Regions from separate parts of the Mus musculus genome. Here region 2 is linked to region 1. A link is a contact called in public Hi-C data. All regions are on one chromosome and are shown on one strand. The core of a region is the stretch at or near the end of the contact, and the rest is flanking DNA. Distances in the headings are between cores, read along the strand shown.

Evidence for each region. Hi-C and Micro-C count contacts between places; a contact is called where the count stands out from the background.
Region 2: a Hi-C map of morula shows a contact between it and region 1, with 3 times the contacts expected there. The contact joins two enhancer-like sites. A contact is called at or near these places in 1 of 39 promoter capture datasets (embryonic stem cells), 27 of 484 Hi-C or Micro-C datasets (ECoMG myeloid progenitors, the HPC-7 cell line, beige adipocytes and 6 more) and 3 of 115 datasets of contacts at active chromatin or transcription factors (all in embryonic stem cells).

What each region holds. Positions count from the first base shown.
Region 1 is chr8:74,933,146-74,935,710 of GRCm38.p6, forward strand. No RefSeq gene overlaps it. Among named protein-coding and RNA genes, the nearest start is that of Hmgxb4, 59 kb to the right of the region's middle. Within about 2 kb of position 1,291, at least 10 of the 459 cell types and tissues checked have an H3K27ac peak or open chromatin away from gene starts, as enhancers often do. A contact at or near this core is called in morula, where this site is marked.
Region 2 is chr8:74,970,507-74,973,071 of GRCm38.p6, forward strand. No RefSeq gene overlaps it. Among named protein-coding and RNA genes, the nearest start is that of Hmgxb4, 22 kb to the right of the region's middle. Within about 2 kb of position 1,300, at least 9 of the 459 cell types and tissues checked have an H3K27ac peak or open chromatin away from gene starts, as enhancers often do. A contact at or near this core is called in morula, where this site is marked.

The sequences.
Region 1 (2,565 bases), core at 41-2,540:
GATTTAATTTCTCCCAACTCCCAGGAATTAACCAGCTTCAGAGGAAATGCATGCTTTAATGTGGTCATTTGGCAAGCAGGTGTCTCTTTCCTAACTCCTGCAATCCCTCCCAGGCGGGAGATGAAGAGCTGAGGCTGGAGCACCAGCCATGAGTACATGCTCTCAGGGTTCCAGCAGTCAGGACTGCAGAGTTCTTCATTTGATCTCCCATTTACCCAACAGAACATATGGAGTGCCTACATCAAGGCTGGTACAGATCTCTTAGACCTTGGAGAGACAAGGTGAGCTATGAGGCAAGCATCCCCTCCAGTCGCCAGCTTTACTCTAGCCAGGGAGGTGTCCTGAGGCAACAGACTGCAAAACAGTGATGAGCACGAGTTAGAACTGACTGGGCAGGAAAAATCAAGAGGGTTTATTAAAATACATAGCCAGGACACACATTGGATGAGTTCCCAGGAAAGGGGGAGCCACACCACTGAGAGAGAGGAGAGGTTTTTTTGTTGTTGTTGTTTAAGATTCATTTATTTATTATATGTAAGTACACTGTAGCTGTCTTCAGACACTCCAGAAGAGGGCATCAGATTTTGTTATGGATGGTTGTGAGCCACCATGTGGTTGCTGGGATTTGAACTCGGGACCTTTGGAAGAGCAGTCGGCGCTCTTAACCACTGAGCCATCTCACCAGCCCCTGAGAGGAGAGGTTTTAAATCAGTTGTGGGAAGCCAATTGGGTCCATACATGTGCAGGTATGTACATATCTGTGCAGGGTCCATACCTGGATGCATACACAGACCAGGACTCTTACTAGCCTATCTCACTATGTTTAGTAAGATTCACAGCATAAGTTGTCTTTCCTGAGACTTAATGTTTGCACGGGGTGTCATGGGTCACTAGCAGTTAGGATCCAGGTAACTCAAGGGGCAGGCTTCTGGGGAACATGGTCTGAGTGTTAGCTCTGGCTGTTAGCTCTGGCTGTTAGCTCTGGCTGTGCATTTTTGTTTTACTCTTTTGCCTCTATAAGCAAGTGAGAGGTCAGATAATGTGAAGTTCTGTGCAGGGCATTTAATATACCGCACTGTGCTGCCATGGGGCTTGATTGTGCTGCCTGGGGCTCCAGGTTATGTGGCTCTGCTCTGAACAGCTCGCCCAGAAGGTAGCATTGATACTGAAGCCTGAATCAAAGAAAAGTCAACACAGAAATAGTAAACATAAAGGGCAGAGGCAGGAAGGACGAAGTGAGGGAGAAGGTATGGTTAGAGAGCAGGAAGGAAGGAATGAGGAAGAGGGTGGGGTTGGAGAGCAGGAAGGAAGAAGTGAGGAAGAGGGTGGGGTTGGAGAGGGTGGGGCACTGTGAAAGGAACAGGCACGGGGAAAGACTGAGAGATAAAGACGAGGAATTGGATTTTAAGGGCAGGGGAAAACATTACAGTTTTCATAGGTCTGAGTTTTTCTCCACCTGCTGTGTAGGAAGTGGCTTGTGATTCAGGAATGGCAGTGAGGGGAACAAGAGATGAGCCACCACCGTTTTGATGACCATGGTGTCAATGGCTGCCCACCTTTTTCCAAAAACATGCCCCTTTCTGACCTCTTGCTGCCGGGAATCCCCAGTCATGCCTCATATTGTGTGCCCAAGGCTCTGCAGTTTAGAAGGCTCCTTTGCACAAATGGCCCTTGATTTGAGCTTCTTAACAAATCTGAGACATATATCACACACACACACACACACACACACACACACGCGCGCGCGCGCGCGCGCGCGCTTCCTAGGATTCAGAGAGGTTGAATGTCTGCCTAAGGACACACAGCTAGTTAATGAAAAAGCTAAAAATGGAAGGATACCACTTCCTTGTCAGAGAGACAGCCAAAATACAGAACTTTGAGAGAAAACAGTGTCTAGACCCATGCTTCCAAATGTTTTCGGGGGGGGGGGGGAGGGAACGACAAAAAAGGTCAGAATCTTTACAATCCAGGGACCCTCAAAAAAATGTCTGGATCCAGGGGTGAGTACAGAATTTGCTACACAACCTTGGATGGGATCCAGGTAGACTGGGACCCTGGGCCACCTTGGCCCTCTGCCTTCTCAACTATAGGGTGAGTGGAATCAACCAGGCTGTGAGAACCCAGCAGAGATGGGGGAACCTTCCTCGAATCTTCTCCACAGGGGACATCCTTATCCTAACGTGCAGTCTCATTTTATATATTAGTGTGTGTATCCCCGACCCTCTGCAGGAAGTTGGGGTGTGGGGGAGTGTAGATGGTGAGATGACCAGGGATTGGGGGCCAGGGTCTACACTGGGACACGAAAGTTCAAAAGGCCTTAGTGCCTCCTCCCTGCCTGGGGGAATCCTAGGTTCCTAAGCTAGCACTGCCACCTAGTGGTCATTTTCTCCTCTCTCTAGAGTAGGGAAAGATGGCAGGTCTCTCCCACCATCACTGGCCTGGCAGGTTCCAGATGGGAATGAGCTTCTGCTTTTCCAAGAAGCCTCGAGGAAGCACTGGCAGAGAGAGCCTAACCCTAAGCGTCTCAAGGGTCACCAGAACTACGAGGTAGAATAAAGAACCCGA
Region 2 (2,565 bases), core at 50-2,549, 37 kb after region 1:
TAAGTCACAGAGGTCACATTCCGAAGCCTGGACCTAAAGGCCTAGAATTTTGTTTTTACCTTATACTTTCATATGCACCCCCACCCCTACACACCCAGACAGAGGATGGCAGGACTGGGTGTAGCAAAATGGACTCTGAGGCCCTCAAGTTCCTGTGAGACTCAGTTTCTCCATGAGCAGCAGGAAAGTGAGATGGGTAGCCATGGCTTCCCAGCACGCTGACCTGGGAATTCCTACATTGCATAGCTGTGTAACACATAGAATCACCAAGAATCTGGTGGCCCTATGAGCCTCCTTGAAGTCCCAGTGCAGGCCTCTCGCAGCCCAGCACTACCCTGGGTAGCATGAGGAACATCCTGTCCCTCCCCACAGACCTTATAATGCATGTTATATTGATAAATTGTTGGGTGTTGTTTGAGCTAAGAAGCCGGCTCTGGAAACCTTGTAACCCATCCCCACCCCCCACCCAAACCCCCATTTCAGACCCAAGTACTTCTTCCCTCCCTAACTCTGTGACAGGGAAAAAAAAGAACATCAAAACGGTCCAAGAGTTTAAAAACATATATATCATGCCCTTGGGCTGGAGAGGTAGCTCAGTGGTTAAGAGCATTCTTTGCTCTTCTAAATGTCATGAGTTCAATTCCCAGCAACCACTTGGGGCTCTATCTGGAACGCTGGCTGGCTGCTTAAGCAGGACTCTCACGGTCATTTCTGTGGGATATTTTTGAGTATGTGGTATACACTCACACAGACACAACCATAAATAAAACTCTCCTTCAAACTCTTGTCACTCCACTTCAATGTGACCCTTTCCATTCCTCTTCTTTCCACTCCCAGATGAGTTCTTTCTGGTCAAATTCCCTCCAGTGAGCTCCCCCTGCCCACCGAACCCCACCCTCCTGACCTCACCCACTGCTTCCCTCTCTTTCTCACCTGAGTGGCTCTCTTATCCCCAACTCCCCATCTCGTCTCAGTTTTGCTCAAGGATCCAGAACTGTTCCTAAAAACTTACAAAACAGACAAGAACCCTTGGGCATAGGGAACGGGAAGGAAGGAAGTATGCTAGCTAGGAGCTGAGTTATAGTTTTTTCCTATCAGGGTCCCAAGTCAGCAGGTCCAAAAGGTTCTCACACCAGAACTGACTCGGGAAAAACCTAGTGAGCTGGCTTTAAAGAAATGGGCAGGGGCAGGGGGCAGGGTTTGAAGGGAAAGGAGTAAGCTTTGAGTAGATGTAGCCTCCCCTAGCCTTGAGCAGGCTGGCTCAGACCTGTTCCACCACTGTGAAAGAGACCACCTATCTTCTGATCTTGATAGTTCTGCCACCTCTGCTGCTACCTGCTGAGAAGCTGAACCTGTCTTCCAGAGACATTCCTGAATAAGCCTGGCGACCAAGTACAGACAGCCGGGTGACAAAGCATCAAGAACCTGGCCTGGTAGGGGATGGGCCTTCCCCCTTTATAAGCTCAGACTCCCCCACCCCCACCCCCGCAGACAGGGTTTCTCTGTATAGCCCTGGCTGTCCTGGAACTCACTTTGTAGACCAGGCTGGACTCGAACTCAGAAATCCGCCTGCCTCTGCCTCCCAAGTGCTGGGATTAAAGGCGTGTGACACCACCGCCTGGCTATAAACTCAGACTCTTAAGTAAACTTTGAGCCTTGATCAGTATCTTTGTCTTGGTTTCATTATTTCTCTTCCCATTTTCTCCCATGCAGCCCCAGCCTCCCTTTCAGCCACTGCGGGCGGTGGGCGGCTACAAGGAGAGACTGTCTTCCTCACAATCATGGTGCCTTCTTAAAATCTCAAAAGTAGCTCCCCTGGTATCTCATCCACTCTAAAGCTGGTAAGGAAACCATTTGAATGAAAAATGAGAACATGGCCACTCCTAGGAATGATAGCGGTAAAGGACTTTATTGTAGGTATAAGGGAGAGAACAGCCAGAGGCATCGGTAAGAGTTCAGAATAAATCCTCAATGAAAAGAGGAAGAGGAAGAGGAAGGGGGTGGGGCAAGAGGACCAGAGAGGAGCCACCAAGAGGCCAAGAGAGTGCAGATAACTAAGAAAGAATGAACCAAGAGAGTGTGTGGCCAAAGCGACTGAGGCTCTTTAGGTACCAGAAGCTGAGGGAGGAAACTGAAGGCAGGCCCCTCCCTGGGTTGGAGAGGTGTAGGGTAGGGGGCGGGGCGAGAAGTGCTGGGAGGAGCCACAGGTACAGAGTGAGCCCAGTCCTGGTTTCTTCTGGACCTGACACCATTGTGTAGCTGGTCTCATCTGAAACACAACTCTTAATTCTGAAGCTATAAAACCAGTAAACAATTGCCAAGAAACTGAAGACTCTTGTGTGAAGCCGACCAACCGATGAGCTGTAAGGAGTTGCAGATCTCTACCTCTTCAGTACTGGGATTGCAAGCTTTTTAGGTGGGAACTGTAGATCCGAACTCAAATGTCCATACCTATATAGCAAGCACAGAACTGTCTCCCTGCCTCTCATTTCTACATCTGCTTCTTTCTTGCCTAATACAATGTCTGAACAATACAACAAACTGATCGTTAATAGGCTTGAAGTA